Regions from separate parts of the Mus musculus genome. Here region 1 is linked to region 2. Evidence: chromatin contacts called from public HiChIP or PLAC-seq data. All regions are on one chromosome and are shown on one strand. Each heading gives the region's core, a stretch centred on a gene start, on an enhancer-like site or on the middle of the called end of the contact. The rest is flanking DNA. Distances are from core to core; before and after follow the strand shown.

Region 1 (5,075 bases), core at 1,535-4,034, 170 kb before region 2:
GGTATGCAGGATATCTGATATCAATCCCTATGAATAGATCATTTGACCCACAGTTTGAGAAGAAGCGCTGGTCTAGAAGGGTTTTTTTTTTTTTTTTTTTTTTTTTTTTTGCCTTGTCATAGATCGTATTTATGGCCAGGCAAGACTATTTCCATACAATGCCATGTGGTAGAGCTTTTGCTCAAAACTTTGACTTTTTTTTATTCTTAAAAGATACTCCAAAGAGTTTAGGAACCCACGGACCTATGAGACTATCTGCACTTCTGGCTATCCCACATCGGGGCAAGATGGTGGCTTGGCTCTCTTTCTATAGTCTCATCCATGAAACACCATGAAGTTAAAAAGATCAAAACAAAAAGCAAGTGATGCGAAAAAAAGCAAAAACAAAACTAACTTATGTAAAGCTTTTAATCCCAGCATTCAGGAGGGAGAGGCAGGCAGATCTCTGTGGGTTTGAGATCAGCTTATTCTGCATAGTGAGTTTCAGGACAGCCAGGGTGCTATGGAGTAAGGCCATGTCTCAAAGAAAGAAAGGAAGAAAGAAAGAAAGAAAGAAAGAAAGAAAGAAAGAAAGAAAGAAACAAACAAACAAAAAAACCAAGAGAAACAGCCAACCAATCAACCAACTAACCAGACAAAACAAAACTCAAACAAACAAAACACCCAAGCTTAAGTAAAACTTTCTCTCTCTCTCTCTCTCTCTCTCTCTCTCTCTCTCTCTCTCTCTCTCTCCTCTGGCAGCCTCAGTGTCTCAGGCTCACTGTCCCGGAATGCAGAGGGGAGGGGTTGGCACAAGGGAGATGAGTCCTTGCCTTGCCTGTGCTTGCTGCTGTCTAGCTCTGAGTGACCATTCTTCACGTTTCTCAGCTGCCTGGTTGACGGTAAGCGGCCACTTTCTGCCCCATTGCCATTTCACTTAGCAGGACATTGTAACTAAAGACTAACAGAGAGTAGCACCATTTCTCTCTTTAAAAATTACTTCCATCAAAGTAAATCCTTATTGTTGAAGACATGATGCATTTCAGAAACAGGCCCCGGAGGCCTCTGAGCTGGAGCTGACCTGAGCGGCCCGGCCTGAACACTAGCTTTCACGGAACCAGAAGGCACCATGCAAGTTTCCGAAGGAGGGAAGCGAGCAACAGTCCCATCTAACTATAACACGAATGAGCCGCATCAACAACCAGCATGGCGTGGTAACCCTAAGGGGGCAGTAGTGGCACACATGCCTTGGCAGTAACCATCAGGTCTCCAGTTGGATTTAAGACAAGTCCAAGGCTCAACAAGAAGGAATTCATGTCTAATACAGCTAACTACTAGCTAGCCTAATCTAGCTAAAGACTCAGTGCTGGTTAGAGTCTTGGTTAACTGGAGAAGAGTCTAGAACCATTAATTTACTAAACCAGCACACTCCCTAAAAATCGAAAAACATTTGTTCTTATACCTACAGGTAACTGTAGTCTTTACATCAAGGAAAGTGCTGTTTGGAACATATGGAGACCACTACAAAAAACCCTCAGCCAATCAAAGTGCAGGTTTGTGGACTCCAGTCCCTGTGGATACATCTACAAAATCCTCCCACGTGTAAGGCTGAGAGAGCATTGTGAAGAGGGGGCAGAAAGATTGCAAGAGCCAGGGGATCAGGGACTTTGATCTAAGATTGTGTCTCCTAGTAATATCAGAAGCTGTACTCATGAAGTCTCACCACTAAGACTGTCCAAGTGTGAGCTGAACAAGGATGGCACCAGTGGACATGACAGATTGGATAGGGGAAAGCCCATGAAGTCTCAGCCCCACATAAAGAGCTCTAGGCACCTGAATAAAGCAGAGAGTGGGATGGGGTGGACCTCCCCAGGGAAGAGCATACCAGATGGTTGCCAAGTGCCACACTGCCAGCCCTGTAAACACACATACAATTAATCAGACTAGCTAAACAGGTTGCATTCCTGAATACGTTCTATCTATCTATCTATCTATCTATCTATCTATCTATCTATCTATCTATCTATCTATCTATCAATCTATCTATCTATCTATCTATCTATCTATCTATCTATCTATCTATCTATCTATCTAATACATGTAATGACAATTAGTGAAAAAGAGGACATAGATTTGAGGGAGAGTGGGGAGGGCTTGGAGGTAGGAAAGGGAGGGGAGAAATGTAATTAAATTAAATAAAAAACATTGACCACTGTTTTTGTTTGTTTGTTTGTTTTGGATGGCATCAGCCCTGAACCTTTAACAAGTGCAGAGCATCCTGTGATAACTGACCCAGGCATCTATAATGGGCAGGTTCCTGTTGACCCCACCTGTGCCCTTCAGGTTACTCTCCTTGTCTTTGCTGGGGAAGAATTTTGATGTCTTTCAGATTATCTTTTCCAGCATTTCCATTGTTTAGCAAGGGGAGATGGCTTCTGAGCTCATATGAGATCTGCATGCGAACACAGGCTTTTGGAGCCACCTGCTCTGCTGGCTGCTCATCATAGAGTGTAGCTGGGAAGGAAAGACAAAGGGACCTCGAATTTCTCTGTGCGGGCCATTTACAGAACATTGGGGAAAATGCCTCTTGTTCACTATTTTGTGTTCGCTGTGTCTGTATTCTGTGCTTCAAGTATCCAAAATACTGTCCCCAGATAATAGCTTATATGGTACATTTGGTCTGGTCCTCTTTCCTGTGTCCCTAAACAGTTTAAACCCTCCATATCCTCTTCCTGTCCTAGTCCTGCCCCGCCTTTGTGTTCCCCCAGGACTATGTTTCCCAAGGGTGATTGCCACATCCTGACAGCTGCCCAGTCACAAGCTAAATATAAACCCTTCAGACAGCAAGTAAGCCCCTCTGGTTATCTGCTCCTTTGTGTAGCTTATTATCCTCCCAAATCAAACTCCAGAGGAGACTCACAGATCATGCATGCTGGGCAGGGCCGGTGGGGTGCGTGCGTCTGACTGGGTAAACCAAACAAACGAAAGCGTTGTGAGTCAGCTGTACCCTTTCAGCAGAGCGCCGGGTCTGCACTTCAGACAAACCCTCCAATCCTCAGACGTTGATTTTCAAAGCAAATTGCTGCATGTCGCATCAATACTGGGAGCAGATGTAATAGTCTGGTGAGCTGGCTGCATGCAGCCAAGTGCAGGGACATAGAATCAAGGGCAGAGAGTAGCTGGCACACTGAGGCTTGTATTATCTATATGGCTCTGCCTTCCTTACAGGACCATAGGAAATGGAGGCACGGTGGGCAGAGGAACCCAGGTCTCTGGTTGTCTTAGAGACTGCGAAGCCCAGGGCTATGTCTTTATAGTGACCCATGGTAAGGTCTGGGGCTGCATATGGCCTTCTGGCTGCGAGGATTCTTAACACAGAGGGCAGCTTGGGATCTCCAGGGGCTACAGGCTTAGTCAAGGCCAAAAGCTGTCATGCTGAAATAGCCAAGGCCTGAAGGAAAACAGATTTTTTTTTTTTCTTCCAGAAATTGGTGGTCTATTTCAAACCTTGTGTGCAAATGCTCAAGAAACAGGACCAAGGGAGGAATTAATGTTTGGAAAAGGCTCTGGGGTTGATGCCATTCTGCAATTTTTCTGTGCCTGGATTTCCCTCATGTTTCTCTAGAGGTTCACCTTCTTGGCCACTACATGTGGTCCCAGGACCTTGTTTCCTCTCACATTGTATTCTCTCTCCTAACGATATAACCCTAGCTAAGCCAAGCACTTCTTTCCACTCCTCCTCCTCCTCTTCCTCCCTCTCCTCCTCCTTTTTCTCCCCTCCTCTCCTCCTCCTCCTCCTCCTCCTCCTCCTCCTCCTCCTCCTCCTCCTCCTCCTCCTCCTCCTCCTCCCCCCTTTTTCTTACCCGAGACAAGAGCTCACTGTGTGTTACCTAACTAGCCTGGGGAAACTCAGTATGTAAACCAGGCTGACCTTGACCTGACCAATATCTTTCTGCCTCTGCTTCACAAGTGCTTCCATTAAAAGGAGTGTGCCTTTAGTCAGGCCCAACTTTCCCCTCTGTTTCCATGCATCACATTTAAATACAAAAGTCACGTCTGTTTCCTACCAGCTGCAAATGGAATACCTGACTTCACCATTTGGATGTCTTGAAATCAGCATTTTGAGAGTGAGCCTGCAATCACCCATCTGTGCTTTCTGATGTTTCTTACCTCATTGAACAGCAACCACAATGCAGTTAAATAAGTCAGAGACTTTGTCGAAATCTCGTATCTCTTCCCCGCTTGCAATGCTGTGCTTAGCCTTGCGTTGATTACTTGACTCAGACATATTTTTAACCTGCCCACCTTTCCCTTTTATGACTCTGACTCCTTCTGAAACTACTACCGTGTCTTGCTTGGACTAACAGATCAACTGCAACCCCTAATTCTTTTTCTTGAACTCACTATAGCTCCCAATTAACCAAAAATACCGTCCTCAAAAAGTGAGTTGAATTCTTTATTCGCCCTTTCTCTAGTGCTCCCAATCTGGTGTTCGCCTCTAGGTGACTCTGATAGTAGAGGATAGTGAGATTCCAACATTCTTATGCCCTTACTCTGTCTCTCTCTGTCTCTGTCTGTCTGTCTGTCTGTCTGTCTGTCTCTCTCTCTCTCACACACACACACACACACACACACACACACACACACTCTTATACTTTAGTCTTATTTGATATCTCCTCTCTCCACACCCTCCTGTAGTTTGCTCTTTTCAATGTAAGGACTTCACCCGTTTTCTTGGAAATGGCTTGTGAGAGATGAATTAGCTTTTACAACTCAGATGAGTCGGATGGAGCAAATAAACGTCTTCTGGCTCTTCAAGCTAACCAGTGGATGGGGCTGACGCTCCCGGGGACTGCTCTACACCAACAATCTGTGAGTCTGGAGCTGCAGCATTTCAGCAGAGGTGTACGTATAAACATTTCAAAGGGCATTTTACAGAGGAGGTGGGAAGAAGGTTCACAGTGATGGCTGTCTTTCTTTGTGGGATTGACTCTCTCTTTGTTCCTTGGCTGCTCTGTGATGGCAACTTAGAGGTCAGAGCTCAGCTTGCTGGTCATGGTTTGAACTTTTCTGGGGGCGGAGGGGGGGGGGGAATA
Region 2 (5,103 bases), core at 932-3,431:
ACAAGTTAACAAAAAGCCATTGAAACTCATTATTCAAGACTGTTAAGTTTCTACAGAAATCAAATCATATTAGGAGGTGTTTACAACTTCTGAGACAATAGTGAGATCTGTCTTTACTGTTCCCCAGAATTTTCATCTCTCAGAAGAGGTTAGCAATGCCTACCTTACAGGGTGAGGTATGGACCCAAAAGATGATGTGTTCAGAAGGGTGGCCATGTAGTAAAAGGAACCTGGAGGGATGGCAATTTACTGCTTGTTCTTATTATGATGAGTTTGTTTGTTTTTTCCACCAGAATGGTACCTTTCCGTTGTTTCAGTTTTCAAGACGTTGTCAGTGAGTTTATGTCAAGAATATGTGGGGGAACATTTTCAAGGTATTCCTACTTAGGGCATTGTTGCACTGTGGCATGGGAAAGGGTAGGGGTGTTTGGGAAAGCTCCCGAGGGACAGTGATGGTGCATTCTGAGTGCTCACTGTGTATCTGCAGCAAGTCTTTAAGTAGTGATCCCATCCTTCCAAAATGTCAGTTATGGGATCTGTTCCTTGGAATAAAAGATTTCTGTGCTGAAATATTTAGGAAGCTACACATTCCTTCGTCTCCTTAGGGCTTATTAAAGGATCAGAGAAGTCCTACAGGATACAGAATTTAAAACATGTTTACTATTATCTTTGGTCTTATTTTTCTGCGCAGTGTTCTCCTCCCTTGCAACTCTCATCTATATCTTTGTTCAATACACTGGGGGAAACTCTGTGGTACCGCATTAGCTAATAGTGAATTCTGTGCATATCCTGAAACCTTAGGCATTAAAGATAATAGGAAGAAACAGGGAGCCGGGAGCAGCCAAGACACCCTCTGTCCAGAGAGTGGGCTGGGATTCAATCCTTTAATCCTGCTGCTTTGTTCTTCCAGCAACCTGCTACTTAATTCTGGAAAGACTCTGTAAATGATAAATAAGTGCCTTTCCTATGCACCTCGCTGTAAATGCAAGGTAACAGCTTAAAGGGCCAGGCATGTGAGCTACCATAGACTTGAAGAACAGACGTGGTTTTGAATTCTGGCTCCAACTCTACAGCCTCAGTGACTGTGGGTGAGAGACATGACTTCTCTATGGCCTAGGTTACACATTTGTAAGATGAGAATGGTAATGCTGTCCATCTGTTGGGCTGTTGTGGATAAGTCAATCATACAAAGCTCTTAGCATGGACTCAAGCTAATTATTGTTATTAGTGAATCATAGACACTCTTGAGCAGAGGAAAATCAGGATAAGGACAAAGAGCTCTAGAAGCCCACTCAGTAAGCCTCCTTTTCACAAATGGATGTACATTTTTAAGAAATGCCAAGTACCCCGCGAGAATTCGGAGTGAGAATTTGAAATGTTTATTGAATTGAATTGTCATGGTGCTGGAGTATGAGGAGTCTTTCACCTAACTTCCCTTTAGTTAAACCCCAAAGAATCTGATTGATAGACAAGAAACAGTCTGGAGCTTCGGCAAAAGGAAGAAGAAAAGTCAGTGGCTGAAATGCAATAGCTTTGAAACGAGAGAGGAAATAAGATTCAAAACTAAGTGAGAATGAAGTCAGAGGGGTTAAAACGGAGATGGCTATGCAAACAGAGCTTTATCATTTCCAGGACTTAAATGAAAAGGAATAGAAATAAAACCAAGTCTAAGAGATCCTCACCTGACTTCAGGCTAAGGTGTCAGATTCACCTGTGTGCATGTAGTGGGTGTGTAGAATGTGTAAACTTTACTGTAAGTATCAGTTAAAAAGGTTTCTCAGCAAGGAAGTAGGTTCCAGGGCCCCAAGTCCAGATCTAGATTACTCCTGCCTGCCTTGAAGGACTTTGTGACCGTACACCAGACTTTTGTCTTCCTCTTTATAGACAGTAAAGTGACTCAGTGAATGGGGGAGGGACAAGCCAAGGAACAGAACACTCCGAGGCCCAGCCAGATCAGTGGGGCTTGGAGACCAAGAGCTCAGTGAGTGATGCTGTGATGGTGTGGTGAAGGCGTGTTCCTGTTCTGATGGCCACAGAGACCACTTATTGTGTCTGCAGCAGGCACCAAGCTCTTATTTTGCTCCTATTTCCTTATTTCCATTCATTCTCACACAAAGCTATGGGGTTTCTGTAAACCTTCCTGCCCACAAGTGGAGAGGAAGGAGCAGACTTATGACGGCTGTCAATCACATAGGAAGCATTTGAGACACGCCCATCAGGTACTGTGGAGGAGGCAGGCTGAGTCAGAGTATACTGTTTCATTTTGAGAAGTGATACAGACCACAGAACCACAGCTCATGAGACCCTCGGGGGAGTAAAGCATTTGCTTCCTTTCTCTCAAGTCCCCTGACTCATTTAATTCCTCCATAGCCTAAAGCTGGCAGAATTTAAAAAAAGAAAAAAAGGACAGAAACCTTTCTTTAGAGAGAGGTTGGAAATCAAGCTATATAAAGAGAATTGTAATTGAAAACCAGAATATCACACCCAATTAGCCAACACAAACTGCTTATGAAAATCATTGATATTAATAGCACCCTACTTACTAGTCTCTCTCAGTGTTCTGTCCCTGCTAAGCAATCAGGTCTATACCATTTCGTCTTTAGAGTTACTCCAAGGGAAAGGTATTATTTTGCCTTTTTTTCATGATAAAGGAGCTAAAGTATGGGAGAGTGATAACTTCTGTAAAACGCAGCTTATCCATGTCAGAACGTAGTAGTTAAGTCCAGTTTTGTCAAAACCTAGTTTCAGAACTGGTCACCACCAAACTCTCTGTGTTTCCTCTACCATCCCACACTGCTGGTTAAGTGTGAGGAATTAACAAAGCTATCAACAATGGCTGACCTAGGAGAGGCTTAGGGCTGTCAATGAGGTAGGTTCCCAAAAGGGAAAAGTGGGAACTGGGACACAGCTCAGTTGGCTAAGTGCTTGACGTGAAAGCATGAGGAGTTGTTTGATTCTCAGAACCATCTTTAAAAAGTTCAACATGGTATGTGCTTGTAATCCCAGTGCTGGAGAGCTGGAGTCAGGTGGGTCCCTGGAGCTCTCCAGCTAGCCAGCATAGCCTATACAGTAAGCTAGCCAGCATAGCCTATACAGTAAGCTAGCCAGCATAGCCTATACAGTAAGCTAGCCAGCATAGCCTATACAGTAAGCTAGCCAGCATAGCCTATACAGTAAGCTAGCCAGCATAGCCTATACAGTAAGCTAGCCAGCATAGCCTATACAGTAAGCTAGCCAGCATAGCCTATACAGTAAGCTAGCCAGCATAGCCTATACAGTAAGCTAGCCAGCATAGTCTATACAGTAAGCTAGCCAGCATAGCCTATACAGTAAGCTAGCCAGCATAGCCTATACATTAAGCTCCACATACATGAGACCCTGTTTCAGTAAATAGGTGGAAGGTTTCTGAGGACACATGATATCAAATGCTTATGCAAACAGGCATTTGTATATATTCATATTGGAACACACACACACACACACACACACACACACACACACACACACCAGGAAGAATGGGGAATAACAACTACTACTTTGCTGTAGTTACGGAAGACCCAAAGGAAGATATGTGCTCAGATCTGATCTGGGCAGGGTTGGCTGAGAACAGAGGTTGGTTGCATTCTTAGCCAAGCAGTTGTAGGACTTAGTTTTCAATACAAAGTAGGTTTTCCTGGAGTACAGTTAGTCATCACTTATGAACTCAGTCCTTCAGCAGAATACAGACATTTTTTTTTTTTAGTCTCAGTTTCTTCATCTGTGATATGGGCATGATAGCTACCCAGAAGGTTGCTGGGAGGGCTGAATTTCTAAAGAGGCATCTGCTTCTCTTTCTTCCTGCCAGTGTAGGTCCAGCATTCCAAGAGACACACTTGCTTCTTGCCTCTGATCTCCCAATGGAAGGATACATAGAAGCACTTACCGGCTGTGAGAAGCCCTTCACGACACGCCTCTGCTTGAGGTTGGTCTCTCCATCCAAGTTGGCAGTTTCCAGATGGCAGACCCCACTGGGGTCTGAGGAGAAGAGAAGGAGAATGTCTGCTGGGACAATCTCATTGCACTGCATCTGGACAAAGTCTCCCACACGCACATCCTGCCAGCGCTTCAGCATGTAGCGTTGTTCTTTTCTAGGGTGCAAGAAAAACAGACGTCTCAGTAAGACTCCCCAGTGCCGTGCCTTACTTTAGATGCCAACTTGCTGCAGTCTAAAAACCACCAGGGAAGTGTCTCCATTAAGGAAATGGGTAGACCAGGTTGGTCCAGTCCAATGTGGATGGCATTCTTCAAGGGTTGATGGGGGGTCCTCAGTGGTATAAGAGTAGAGGAGGCAGACTGAGTATAAACTAGAGAGTGAGTGATCAAGCAAGTATGCATCTAGGAATTAATTTTCTCTCTGCTCTTGGCCTTGATGTTCTGGCAGTAATACCCTGTATCCTGGACTTGTAAGCCAAATAAAATTCTTCCTCCCCTAAGTTATTTTTGGTCATGGTTTATAAAGTCCCACTCGTAAAAGGTCTATTCCTTTGATTATTTAGAATTTTAAGCGATTCCCAAGTGTTGACCAGGTGTTGATCTGCACCTTTCTTTCCTGGGTGGAAGAATACTTTAAGGAGATGTTAACTGTGGTATTATACTGCATGGCTAATTATCACATAAGAAAGCAAAGGTACAAAGACCTGAGATAGAGAAAGGACTGTTCTCAATTACTGGGAGCAGAGAGGCAGTAAAAGTGAAGATACTGATCATTAAGAAACTTTGTGTCTGTAACTCCTTCCATGGGTATTTTGTTCCCTATTCTTAGGAGGAATGAAGTATCCACACGTTGGTCTTCCTTCTTCTTGATTTTCTTGTGTTTTGCAAATTGTATCTTGGTTATTCTAAGTTTCTGGGCTAATATCCACTTATCATTGAGTACATATGAAGTGACTTCTTTTGTAATTGGGTTACCTCACTTAGGATGATATCCTCTAGATACATCCATTTGCCCAAGAATTTCATAAATTCATTGTTTTTAATAGCTGAGTAGTACTCCATTGTGTAAATGTACCACATTTTCTGTATCCATTCTTCTGTTGAGGGACATCTGGGTTCTTTCCAGGTTCT

Evidence for each region. HiChIP or PLAC-seq counts read pairs in DNA pulled down with a chosen protein or histone mark.
Region 1: a contact with region 2 is called in a RAD21 HiChIP or PLAC-seq map of pro-B cells, with 8 times the contacts expected there. The contact joins two enhancer-like sites. A contact is called at or near these places in 1 of 15 datasets of contacts at CTCF or cohesin (pro-B cells), 1 of 484 Hi-C or Micro-C datasets (B cells) and 2 of 115 datasets of contacts at active chromatin or transcription factors (large pre-B cells and pancreatic cancer cells).

Annotation. Positions count from the first base shown.
Region 1 is chr11:43,342,765-43,347,839 of GRCm38.p6, reverse strand. No RefSeq gene overlaps it. Among named protein-coding and RNA genes, the nearest start is that of Mir146, 29 kb to the left of the region's middle. Within about 2 kb of position 2,784, at least 45 of the 459 cell types and tissues checked have an H3K27ac peak or open chromatin away from gene starts, as enhancers often do. A contact at or near this core is called in pancreatic cancer cells and pro-B cells, where this site is marked.
Region 2 is chr11:43,171,734-43,176,836 of GRCm38.p6, reverse strand. It overlaps Atp10b (ATPase, class V, type 10B), which reads right to left. Exons shown (of 23, transcript NM_176999.3): 4 at 3,923-4,127. Among named protein-coding and RNA genes, the nearest start is that of Atp10b, 24 kb to the right of the region's middle. Within about 2 kb of position 2,181, at least 37 of the 459 cell types and tissues checked have an H3K27ac peak or open chromatin away from gene starts, as enhancers often do. A contact at or near this core is called in pancreatic cancer cells and pro-B cells, where this site is marked.